Regions from separate parts of the Mus musculus genome. Here region 1 is linked to region 2. The links are chromatin contacts, called in public Hi-C maps. All regions are on one chromosome and are shown on one strand. Each heading gives the region's core, a stretch centred on a gene start, on an enhancer-like site or on the middle of the called end of the contact. The rest is flanking DNA. Distances are from core to core; before and after follow the strand shown. Region 1 overlaps Sfxn5 (sideroflexin 5). Region 2 has its middle 8.2 kb from the start of Gm33200.

What was found. Hi-C and Micro-C count contacts between places; a contact is called where the count stands out from the background.
Region 1: a contact with region 2 is called in a Hi-C map of cortical neurons, with 1.8 times the contacts expected there. The contact joins two enhancer-like sites. A contact is called at or near these places in 2 of 15 datasets of contacts at CTCF or cohesin (both in embryonic stem cells), 9 of 484 Hi-C or Micro-C datasets (cerebral cortex, cortical neurons, embryonic stem cells and 1 more) and 6 of 115 datasets of contacts at active chromatin or transcription factors (embryonic forebrain and embryonic stem cells).

What each region holds. Positions count from the first base shown.
Region 1 is chr6:85,276,617-85,282,816 of GRCm38.p6, reverse strand. The region is part of intron 6 of Sfxn5 (sideroflexin 5); the gene reads left to right. Among named protein-coding and RNA genes, the nearest start is that of Sfxn5, 54 kb to the left of the region's middle. Within about 2 kb of position 1,751, at least 17 of the 459 cell types and tissues checked have an H3K27ac peak or open chromatin away from gene starts, as enhancers often do. A contact at or near this core is called in cortical neurons, where this site is marked.
Region 2 is chr6:85,154,434-85,160,918 of GRCm38.p6, reverse strand. It overlaps the pseudogene Spr-ps1. Among named protein-coding and RNA genes, the nearest start is that of Gm33200, 8.2 kb to the left of the region's middle. Within about 2 kb of position 1,633, at least 13 of the 459 cell types and tissues checked have an H3K27ac peak or open chromatin away from gene starts, as enhancers often do. A contact at or near this core is called in cortical neurons, where this site is marked.

The DNA of each region.
Region 1 (6,200 bases), core at 502-3,001, 120 kb before region 2:
TCAGTGATTGTTTCTATTGTCCATGTCACCTCGAAGCTCACATGATAGCTGCTGGAACGATCATATCATATGCACATTTCAGAGAGGAGAAAGAGGGAAGAATGAAATATCTCCCAATGGAGTCATCTATTTCCGCGGATCTTCTTGGGAGTCCCATATAACAGTGGCATTTCATGGGGAATTAAGCTATTATATAGTTGACTCTCAATCATACAGATTTTTATGAATGAGAAAGAAGGGTAGAATAGTTAATAGGTAGGCATATCAGGGTCTACCAGAGTCATTTTTATGTTTGCGCATGTGTCTCAGTGTGTGTGCATATGAGTGTGTATGTGTAGGTCAGAAGACAACCTCAAGTGTTGTTCTTGGGTGTAATTCCTCTCGTTTTTTGACATGGGGCCCCCACTGGCTGGGCACTCACCAAGCAGGCTAGGCTGGCTAGTGAGCTCCAAGAATCCTCTTGTTTCCAATCCCCCTGTGCTGAGACAAGCATGTGTCTTTTTTAAAAGTGGGTTCTGGTGGGCTTGAACCCAGGCCCTCATGCTTATAAGGCAAGCACCGCACTGACTGAGCCATCTCTTCAGCTCTGACATAATAATTTTATAAACGTTTACGTTGATAGATCATTTGGCAATATTATCAAACCAGAGACCTGGGCATCTGAGCTGGCCACTCACAGGTGGATACAGGCTCAGGACCCACTGAGTGCCTAGATAGATTGTTAGCCAAGTCAGTGACTGCTCTCCCGGAACAAATCAACAAAACAAAGGTCCCGATTTATAAGTTAACAAGTCAGCCTCGCTCTGTTTCGTTGTGGTGATTTTGTATGTTTTGAGACAGGGTTTAACCGCAGAGTGCTACTGAGGTGCCCCGCTCACACCCCAGACAAACCCAGTGTTTCAGGAAACTGTGGCCCTGTCGGTGTCCAGGCTTTGGATGCTGATCTCCTTTGCTGTGAGCTGGGCACTGTGAAAGCAGATGTGTTGAGTGGCCTCAGAGCCCGTGACCAAGGGTCTCTGAGTTAGCACACAGTGTGGAGACGGCACACCTCAGAGCAGCAGCGTGGTCTCCCCACGGAAGCAGAACAGGCAGCATGCTGAGACATGATTTCCCAGTAGACAGCTCAGCAGCTGACCTGCTTCTGAGTCCCAGAGAGCCGTGTCCCAAGATTCAGAGCAGTGGGTCAGAGGTGAGTCTCCACTTGAGCCTGAGGATATGGCAAAACCAAAGCCATCCATCCCTGTGCTCAGACATGGCAAGCAACGCGACAGTTTACAGGTCCCACCCTTGACTCCGGCCACCACCAGATTAAAACCTCACCTTATATGGAAGGAGCATGACTGTTCCCCAGCATTTGCAGCCTGGCTCCCTTCAGCCACAGGAGCTCCTCTAAGGTCCTGCTGTTGCCTGACAAACATCCCTGAACATTCCTTTGTTACTGGTCCTAAAGGGGCTGGAAGGTTCCAGTCCACACCTTCATGAAGCCCCTGGTCAGAGTGAGTAAGAAATATACTCGAGTAGAAGCCACTGAAAACGCTTACCGAAATAGAAACGAGGGTGCCAGCGAATGTGCTAGGAACTGGGCCCCTGAGTGATGAAGGGAAGGGGCGAGGAAGGCTGGCAGGTGCCTCAGCTGAGAAGTTTGTAGATTGTCACATCCAAGCAGCCTCCTGCCTACACGAGCATCCCTGCTCGACCCCATGCCCTCCTGCTTACCCTGAGCGTAACCTCACTCTTACCCCAGGGCTCGGAGGGACGAGCTGGTTCTCTCACAGGCACGGGTGCCAGTTTAGTCAGCAGATTTCACAGATCCACTGGCACCCGTGTCGGGGCTTATTTTAAGCTTAACATTTAAAGATGGGAACTTTCCCCCACTTTCGTGTGTGGCAAAAAGATCCCAATTTGTACAGAAGCGCGGATGCTAAGCCAGGGTGTCCAGGCCACTTCTGCGGCTGCTGTGGCCCAGTCTCCATCCTTTCAGGGTCCTCTAAGAAGCCCCCACCATGGGGGTGCTTCCTCCAGTCAATTCCTCTTTCCTCAGCTTCCCACTGTCATGTGGCACACTGTCCTTCCCATGAGCCCATAGTAGAAGGGGCAGGACTTTCTACCCTGGGGTCTGTTCAACTCTTCCTCCTGTGCCCTGCCAGCCTCACGTGCCAGGAGCTCAGCGCCTCGTGGTCTGTGCTTCCTGGGTTCATTTGTATCTCCCTTCTCATCTCTGCACTTCCGTCCAGTCTGGAGGTTTCAAATCTCAGAAGGATGAAGGACGCAGACCATGAGCCCCAAGTCAGTGGGTCTGATGCCCTGTTTATTTGTTTGTTTGTTTGAAAAAAGCCTGGTCTAAGCTCACTAAGTAACTGAGGACCTGTGAACTTCTGATTCTGCTGCTCCATCTCCCAAGTGCTTGGATTTCCGGTGTGCATTGACACACAGGGTTCATGCAATGCTGCACATGGAACCCAGAGCTTTGTGCGTGCCACACAAGCACTATAGCAACTAAGCTACCTTCCTGGCCACAGAGTCTAACTTTCTTGTGACAGTATAGGCTTGGCTTACATACACAGTCTCAGCTTTCTCTTATTGCTCTGGATGCCCCCATGAGTATAGAAACCCCAAGACTCAGAAGGTATTCTTGAGGTCACCGAATCGCTACTGTAATGGAGAGGTGAGGGTTTACTTTCTATCAGGTTTGAGGGTTTGTCCGTGTCCCAGGGCTTTACAGACATGCTGAGTCCTTCTTAACACAAGCCACTTTCTCCTGTCTCCTAATCCTCATTCCAGCTCATCGCTGCCCACCTCCAGAGCCACAAATAACGATCATTTTGGCCCCATCCATATCATGAGAGAGGTGTCAGTCCAGTTAAAGCCAGACGCCACTAACCAGGGTTAGTCTTGACAAAAGCCACTTCTGGAGACGCCTGCAGCCTTTAAACCCACAGGTCAGGTCATAAGACCTTTGGGGAATCAAATGACCCTTCACAGGGGTCACCTAAGTGCATCAGAAAACAGATATTTACATTACGATTCAGAACAGTAGCACAATTACAGCAGTTAGGAAGTAGCAGTGAAAATAATTTTATGGTTGGGGGTCACTGCAACCCGAGGAAGTGTATGGAAGGGTGCGACATTAGGAAGGCTGAGAGCCACTGCTTTATACAGTAGTGACACCGACACACCAAAGTGTTGCTTTTCAGATCCTTGGCCATATGAATCAGAAGGTGGAGGCAAAGCACAAGGAAAAAAAACCTAGCGAATTGTTGGGTGCCCCAGCTATGGCAGGTCTGTGAGAGGCACCGTTGAGGATGTGGGGTGGCATGGGGGTGGTAAGGAAGGGAAGGTATCAAAAGTCAGGTTCTCCCCTGTGAGGGTTGCTAATGCCCTCTGGCTGTTGAGGGCGGTTCTTGGGAGCCAGACTGTCAACCTGGAGCCAGCTGAGGTGATGTAAGGAGATGGAGAGGGTGATGGGAACCTGCAAAGGAACTGAACCTCGACCTGATTGGAGAGCCCAGTAATGGGGTGGGCGCTGAGGATAGTTATTCCTATCGTTTTCTCCTCAATTGGGATAATTTGGTGGTACCCTGTGGTGAAGCTCAAAAATGTTTCACCCCCCCGCCAATAGGTAGATCTTGTGTGTGGGGGGGGATGGGGGTGGGGGGGACATGCATGTGCTGGTGTGTACTCATGCGTTTGGAGGCCAGAGGTCAACATCAGCTGTCTTCCTTGTTTCACTCTGAGACAGTGTCTCTCCCTGAACCTGGAGCTCACCAGTTGTCTAGACTGGCTGGCCAATGGGCCCCAGACTCCTCCTGTCTCCTCCTCAACGATGGGATGACACACCCAAGCTGATGCATCCAACATTTTTTAGTGCTGGGGTTGGGGGTGTGTGTGTCAAACTCAGGTCCTTATGCTTGCCCCCCCCCTAGATTTGTTTATTCCTATTTCATGTGTTTTTTCCTGCATGCATATGCATGCACTGCCTATAGAAGTCCTAAGATGGCGTCAGATCCCTTATAACTGGAGTTACAGGCAGTTGTGAGCCACCATGTAAGTTCTGGGAACTGAAGGCAGGTCTTCTGAAAGAACAAGTGTGCTTAACCACTGAGACATCTCTCCAGCCCCCTACACACACACACACACACACACACACACACACACATGCATATGTGTGTGTATTTATGTATGTATTATGTATGTATTATGTATGTATATGTTGTGAGCACTATACAAAGTCCTCATCTGAGAGTGCTGTGGGAAGGAGCAAGGCTTAGGGGCTGCCCAGGTGGCTCTGAGGCCAGTTCTTGGTGCCTTGCTTGGCCTGTGCTCTCCTCCACCCCTGACTTCAGCAGCTCAGGTGACACTCTCAGCCAGAAACCTGGGATGTTCAAGGTGTTGTTTTCCCAGGTTAGGGCTTGTTTGGGCTCAGGAGATGGCTCACTGGCTAACAGCCAGTGCTGGCGGCTTGTCCAGGGAACCTGAGTTCAGTTCCCATCACCCACACCGGTCAGCTCACAACTGCCTTGAACTCAATCTCCAGGGGATCCAAAGCCTGTATATCTGGCCTCTGTGGGCACCTGCACTATTGTGCACATACCCACACACATGTACATAAATACAAATGCAAATAAGTCTTAAAAAAATAACTTGTCAGCCTGCCGGTGGTGGTGCATGACTTTAATCCCAGCACTTGGGAGGCAGAAGGCAGGTGGATCTCTCTAAGTTTGAGGCCAGCTTGGTCTATAGTGTTGAGTTCCAAAATAGCTAGGGCTACACAGAGAAACCCTATCTTGAAAAAGCAAACCAAACCAAACCAAATAAAAACAACCAACCAAACAAACAAACAAACAAAAAAACAAAACCCAGAAAAATGTAACTTTCTACAGCAGTTAGGACACCTAAGGAAATGACAAAGGTGTGAGGTCTCCTGTGAACCATCTTCCAGGTAGAAGCTACTGTACAGAATACATTCTCTACTCAGTCCTTAGAGTAGCACAAATAATCCCTCTTGAGCCCCGGAGCCCAGGTGGTGGGGTGCTGAGCAGGGTTGCTTGGGAGCCAAGGGCATGAGTGAAGATGGAGATGCAGGGGGTACTCACCGCAGTACCAGCATCAACATAGCTCTGCACACAATGTCCCTAGAGCCTTTTGTGAAGGCTGCAGCGGTGTCATGGCCCAGACACCAACACTCCTTCATATTCTTAGGGAATCTTACTTAGCTGGGGTCAACCTCTGGAGGAACTTCTGATCCTCATTGTATAGATCTATAGTTTGCTGAGTCTGGCTGACCCCTGCTCCTCCCAGCCCCCAGAGGCTTATACATGCATATGCACACACATGAACACATACACAAACACATGCATGCTCACACAAAGATTTATATTTGTAAGGAAGGTGCAGGCTGTGAGGCTCAAAGAAAGGGCTTGTGTGTGTGTGAGTGTGTGTGTGTGTGTGTGTGTGTGTGTGTGTGTATGTGTGTGTGTACACAGACAAGACTGAGAGAAACCAGACTAGAGGAGGGACGATACCACTACCTGACATCCAGGAACATGTGCCAGACACTGAGCCAGATTCTGTCTGTGCCACTCTGGGAGATGTGGCCCCTAAGAGATGCCAGGGTAGTTCTTTATTTAACAGGTGAAGGCAGGGGGAGGAACTCAAAGAACTTAGCCTGGGTCAGTCTTGGCCCCAGAGTCTGATGATCACTAGGTCCACAGCAGGACACACAAGGGGAAGTACAGAGAGACGTGCAGCAAGGACAGCCACCAGAGGGCTGGAGCTGCAGAGGGGACTCCAGCCACTGCATGAACTATAAATGCAAAGATGGGATGTGTGATTTGGCCAAGGTCCTGCGGTGCGGGAGGGTGGGGGTGGGAAGCAAGCCTGGCTGTTGGCTCCCATTTCCTCCACTTCCATTTCCCTGGTCCCCATGCATTCTGGGCACCTTCCACCATGTGTGGCCGTGCCTGCCGCGCTTCCCTCTTAGAAGAGGTGTGATCCACTGGCATCAGCCGGGTGGACTGGCTCCCTCTCTCCATCTCTTCCTTCCCTTCCCCTGCCATGTTCTGGAAAGGGCAGCAGGAGGGAATGTGGGCAGGTTGCACTAGAGATATACATCTGAGAGCTGAAGGGAACATTTATTTTTAATGTAGACTGAAAAAGAAAAGGAAGTTATAAAACGCCTGCTCCTGCTCCTGCTCCTGGGA
Region 2 (6,485 bases), core at 384-2,883:
CTCCCCAGCTCCTCAGGACATAGCTTCTAGGCCTCAGCTCAGACTATTAAACCCAAAATGACCCAGCTCAGTGACAACAAAGACAAAGAAAAGCCGTGTTTGCCTTTTGGCTAATCCACAGTCCTGCTCACCCCTGCAGCTGGACTCTGTGCATGTGCAGGCATGTATTTATGTATGTGCTTGCATGGGTTAATTGTTAACATGTGGGTTGACTAAGGCCAGGCTATGAACTCTAGGAGACAGATGGTTAAGGCCCTGGCAGCCAGCATAAACGTTCCAGTTCTGAGAGTTGTACTGTAGACATGAGCTGAATCATGGGCTGGAATTGATGCTGGAGAAATCCCAGTGGGCAGAGTTGGCTGCAGGTCACTAGGGTGGCCATGGGACCTCCTAAGAAGAGTCACTCTATTCCTTTCTGACCTCCTTCAATCCTTTGGGTACCCCTGAGGATAGAACAAGGAAGCTCTTAGGACATGAAACCTCTGCATTCAGAAGATGTGAGAAAGTCTGCCACCTTGTGGAGACAGGCGGTACTCCTCCCTGAACTGCTGATCTATCATAGAGAAAGTCAGGGTGACCTCACTAGGGTTTGGGTTGGTGCTGGATGCTTCACACCCTTAACTGCCACTTCTCCTGGAAAAAGCAAGAGGCCTTGGAGGAACTCGTGTGCCTCCAGAACAGAAGGCCACCCTAGATTAGCCCACCTACTTGCAGAAGACAATACAATACCAATCCCCTATGCAGCAGGGCCGTTCTGGAACAGAGGTTTGCAGAATAAAACCGGAATGAAACAGAACAGGGATTTCTTTGTCATGAGGAAACAGAAGTTCAGAGAAGGGTGGGGACCTGCTCAAGACAAGCATGGGAATGTCTAGGCTCTGGAATCTTATGTGTTCTCCTACTGGTCTGAGAGAAGCTATCCAGATGGAACCTTGGTCCCCTTGAAGACGCTGACACAGGAGCAGAGCAGTGTGTGAGAGATCTTGCTACAGGGCAGCAAGGGCAGGGCACCTGGTCTCTTAGAGAGAAGGCTGTGTGTGATGTCACAAGGCAGTAGTGGAGGTGGTAGTGTAGCTCAGTTGGAAGTGTTTACCCATGCATGAAGGACTGGCCTCCATCCCCACCACTGCATAAACCTAGGCATGGTTGTGCATGCCTACAATCCCTGCCCTTGGGTGGACGCAGGAGGATCAGTAGCTCAGGGTCATTTTACAGTTTGAGGGCAGCCTTAGCTACAAGAGGCCTTGCCAGAAATAAAAGAGGCAACAACTGGGTTTTGTCAACCCTGGGGCATTCAGTGCCAAACACAAAACACCAGCCTACTCTGCACTCATGACGACCCTTTGGGATGGGAGCTATGATTTAATTAAGTGTGCTATAATGATCAGTCTTTTCAGAGGCACAGAGCAACTGGCTGTGGGTTACAGCTTGTAAGCAGCAACCCAGGGGCCTGAGCTCAGCCATTACCATTCCAGAGACTCCACTGGGAAAGGGGATAGAAGTCACCTAACCCCTTCCACCTTGGGGAATCCTGCAGGACCTGCACAATAGAGGCATAGCCTGAAGGAAGGACAGGCCCCACCTTTCCACGTTGCACAGCCCCAGTCCGCCCTCTGCTGGGCACAAGGAGAGTCGGCGGGTTCTTTTAACAAGCAGATGCAGAGCAGGGCTGTCATTTTGTTGTTTGTTTTTGATGCCTGGGGACTGTATGGCCCTTGTCAAGTGTGCCAAGAGGCTGGCTGCAGACCAGTCCTACTGAGTGTCCAACCCATGACTGTGGACTGCACAAGAACCAGAGCCCTCAGCATGACTGTCTTAGTCAGGGTTTCTATTCCTGCACAAACATCATGACCAAGAAGCAAGTTGGGGAGGAAAGGGTTTATTCAGCTTAAACTTCCATGCTGCTGTTCATCACCAAAGGAAGTCAGGAATGGAACTCAAGCAGGTCAGGGAGCAGGAGCTGATGCAGAGGTCATGGAGAGATGTTCTTTACTGGCTTGCCTAACCTGGCTTGCTCAGCCTGCTCTCTTATAGAACCAAGACTACCAGCCCAGAGATGGTCCCACCCACAAGGGGCCTTTCCCCCTTGATCACTAATTGAGAAAATGTCTTACAGTTGGATCTCATGGGGGCATTTCCTCAACTGAAGCTCCTTTCTCTGTGATAACTCCAGCTGTGTCAAGTTGACACAAAACTAGCCAGTACAACGACCTTCATGGATCCTGGCTCTCCTTTCCTGAAGGCCTGTTGGTCCTGAGTCTGTACCACAATAGGCCAAGGGCCACAGGGACAGTGCCAAGAGGGCTTTTCATGAGAGCTGGGTCCTTTTCATAGCACCACCATGTGGGCAAGGTGTGAAGTGGCTATCAAAGCACTCACTCACTGCTACTTTCTAACAAGCTTTGTCACTTTTACTTGCATTTCTGGAAAATGTCTCCTGTTTGCTTATGGGATTGTGAAACCTCCTAAAATTTAATGGCATTTTAGGGGCAGAAAAATCACAAGGCCTGGAAGAGCACTTGGCTAACATTTGAATGTCCTCCAGCCAGATCCTCCGCTGTTCCTCTCGCTCTCTTGTATTTTGAGACACTCTCTTGGAGCCCATGCTGGCCTCTAACTTGCTGTGTACTCAGGGCTGACTTTGAACTTCTGCTTAATTCTCAGCTGCTCTGCCTTGCCCCGTTTTATCTCCTTGAGCACCACTGGGCAGAGGCTTGCTATCTTTCCTAACAGACATCTCCATCTTTGTAACCTGTTAGAAGATTCTTCCAGAGACTGAAATGAGAACTAGGCTGGCCCTGTTGTCTCCAGGCTCTGGGGGAGGTTCTCAGTTCCTCCATGAAAACTGAGGCAGCCTCCAGAGAGCTAACTTAGCTCTGGGCCCTTCTGGAACTGGCTCCCCTCCTGGCTGTGGTTTACACGTGATCGCTGCTGTCTGAAGGAGCCTAGGCTGAGCTCAGAGCAGGTGAGCTGGATATTGGAACAAGAAATATCTTGCATGTGTGCATAGGGCAGGTGCTACATGAGATGAGGAAACATAGTATAGATCAAGAAGTTAGAGGCAAACTTGGATCCTGGTCCTGCCTCCCTCCAGCGTTAGACAGACCATTTTGCCTGTGTCTCCAGAATCCTGTCCTAGTCCAAAGAGGTACAGACAATTGGATCTCACCCCTTAGCTGCTCATTCTATTACATGTTGCTACCTTTTAAGCAGAAATCACAAGTTTAGAAGAAAGGCACAGTGGCATCTTAATAGGCTAGAGGGACAAGACAAGGTCTCAGAAGTCCTCGTACCCTAAATGTCCATAAGAACAGCGGCCCTGTCTTCTCCATGCTAGCACCCTCTGCATTCCACTCAGCGTCCAGCACGGCTCAGCCTGAGGTGCTCACCACTATCTCTTTGCTTGTCTTTGAACATTCCATGTGTCCATCCTCCATACAGCTTTATTGGGTGTCGGGCACACATGGAGGAACAGTATGTGTCCCTTGAGGGACAAAAGCAGACAGCTGAACATATAAAGGCATTTTGTCTTTTTAGTTTTAGTCTTAATGCATTTTATGTGTCTGGATGTTTATCCCACCTGCTAATCGGACAACTCCTGAGGCTGAGTACCTCGGCCCCTGACTGCTCCAACTTCTTGGGAGTCTGTATTTTTCTTACGAAGTGAGGAGTCATTACCAGAGGTGTTAGGGGCCCAATAGTTTTTGGATTCTTTACTGAGAATATAGATCAGGTTCCCCCTCCTTGCCCAGCCCCCAGAAAGGTGCCATGGACCACCCCAGTCGTGTATGGGTGTCCCTGGAATGAGGGTCCTTGAAGCTGGGTGGGTAAGGATTCGGTGGTGACAAACAGAAACAAACACAGAGGCAGTTTGATTCTGGGTGTATTTTGCAGCTCTCGAGCAGGGGATTTTATACATTAAAAAAAAAAAACCAAACATTACATCGCTTCGAAACTATATCCAGTGAGACAATCACAAATATCAACAAAAATCATTTAGCACAATAAAGCACAAAAATCATCCAAGCATTACAACTCTGAAACTATGTATTCAGTGAATCACAAACAGAACAGGTAATATCATTATAAATCATCAAAATATAACAGTTCTAAAGGGATGTATTCAGTGGGGGCTGTCGTCCAAGGCTTGTGGCATATTTCCAGGAGCAGGTTAATAAATTTTTAATGGTCAGTGCTCTTAACTGCTGAGCTAACCCTCCAGCCCCATGGTCAATTATTATTTAACATCTAATGCCTCATTTTTAAAAAAATCTTCAACACGTAAATTTAAACTATTTTAATTTTTTTCTAATTAAGGCTTTCTTTACCATATACCAAAACCCACCTCTGATGACACACATATGAAATTTTACTGTTGGGAAAGTTGGGGTTTTTTTGTTGTTGTTGTTGTTGTTGTTTCTTTTTGAGACAGGGTTTCTCTGTATAGCCCTGGCTGTCCTGGAACTCACTTTGTAGACCAGGCTGGCCTCGAACTCAGAAATCTGCCTCCCTCTGCCTCCTGAGTGCTGGGATTAAAGGCATGCCCCACCACGCCCGGCTGTTGGGAAAGTTTTTATCTATCATCATAGTTTTGTAAATGATTTACAAAGTAAAGTGTTGGCTTCCCTGGGGATAAGGTCCTGTAGTGACCTTATCTCTAGGGATGGTTTCTGACCCATTATTCTCACTTAAGATCTTGGTCTAGGCTATCAGAACATGTAAATAAGAAAAGGAATAAGAAAAAACAAAACAGATAGATCACCATGAGAACTACAGCTCAATAATTTTTTCTCCGGCAAAGAGTTCCATAATGGCTTCCAGGAGGCCTCCCCATTTTGAGGTCAATCTCCTCACTCTGTGGCACTTGTCACACAGATCCTATTGGAGGTGGTGTGGCAGAAAGGTACCAGCTAAGTCTAGGGACAGCACTGTCAGGAGCACCCACCTACCTGGAGCATAGCTCAGCACCCGCACACTCAGTTCCTCAGCAGCCAGGACCTGGTAGAGCATGTCTCGGGCAGCCTTCCCCGCACAGTACAGACCCCAGCCCTTGTAGGGCTGCAGGGCACACAGAGATGAGATGTTAACCACAGTCTTGCTCAGGCCAGGGCTATCCCGGAAGGCATTCAAGGTGCCGGAGGTCAAACAGAACATGGAGGTCAGGTTCAGAGCCCAGTAGTTGTTCACCTCAGCTAGGTCATTCACGTTGAGGAAGCCTTTGGAAACATCCCCAAGAGTGGCTGAAAAACAAAAACAAAAACAAACAACAACAACAAAAAAAAAACAGGACCAAAGAAATGGCACAACTGGGGCGCTCTTCTTCCTCAGCCTTCCTCAGTTCCTCCCCATAGGCGTTTGCTATCCCTCTGCCCCAGCTCTGCAGACACCCCTAATGCAAGCTAAGACTACTCCTGAATGCTCTTTAGTAAAGCAGAGAGATTTGTTCAAAAAGTCTTGACTCACACACCCGCCAGGAGGCACTGTCACTCATCAGTGACACTGGTACACCCTCTTGGACTTTGGACTTTTGCGAACTTGCCCTCCTCTTACCCAAAAGGCGATGAGGTGAGAGCTCGCAGCCGGGGTCTGGACCGGAGTCTCACCTGCGTTGTTGATGAGCAGCAGGCGCTGCAGCCCCTCGGGCCTCGGGAGCTCAGCATCGCGCTCAGAGGCAACCGCTGCATGCCGGCCTCGGTGCCCGCAGCTGCCAGAGTGGTGTGTGGAGCGGGTGCAGGCCCGGCTGCTGCGAGCCCAGCTCCTCCTTCAGTTGCCACAGCACGAACTCACAGCGTGCGTTTAGGAGCATCACCGAACCCGGTAACTGCAACCGGGCTAGCTGCGGGGCCAGGGCGGGACAAAAGCCCCAGGAGGCCCCGGTCAGCACGCACACAGCGCTTCCCAGCCTGCCACACTCTTTGTCTGGAGCTCAACTTCATGGGCTGCTACCTAACCAGCGTGGGGCGGAGCCTATCCTTGGCTTTGGACAGTGGAAGTTCAGGCCAGCATCCACTCGTGTTTGGGTGAAAAAAGTGACGAATAGCCAGGGAGCCATGGCTCAGCAGGAAATCCCAGTCCCCTTCCTAGTGCTTCTAAGTTCCCCTTGAACGCCACTCCCATAAGTTCAGCCCCTTTCTCAATTTCCACCCTGTTCCAGGATCAGCTTCCCCCTCCAGGGTTGGTTTGTCTTTATCCATACAGGACATACCAGTTAGAGACCAGTGACAGTCTTGGATGAAGTCCTTGCCTGCGTAGAGCTTGTGGTCCCTTTGCACTCTGATTAACAGAAGCCTTCTCTGGAAAAGCACAGCAGCTTCCCCAGGAGGTGCTAGGCAGACAGAACCAGAAAATGAAGAGCACACACAGGGGAAGAGAAAGGCTGAGAATCACAACAATCTCACGAACAAGACTCATCACTGTCAGTGAAAACGCTTGGTTCCTTGGGACCTGTGTACTTATCCTTCAACCTGTGTCATGCACTCTAGAAA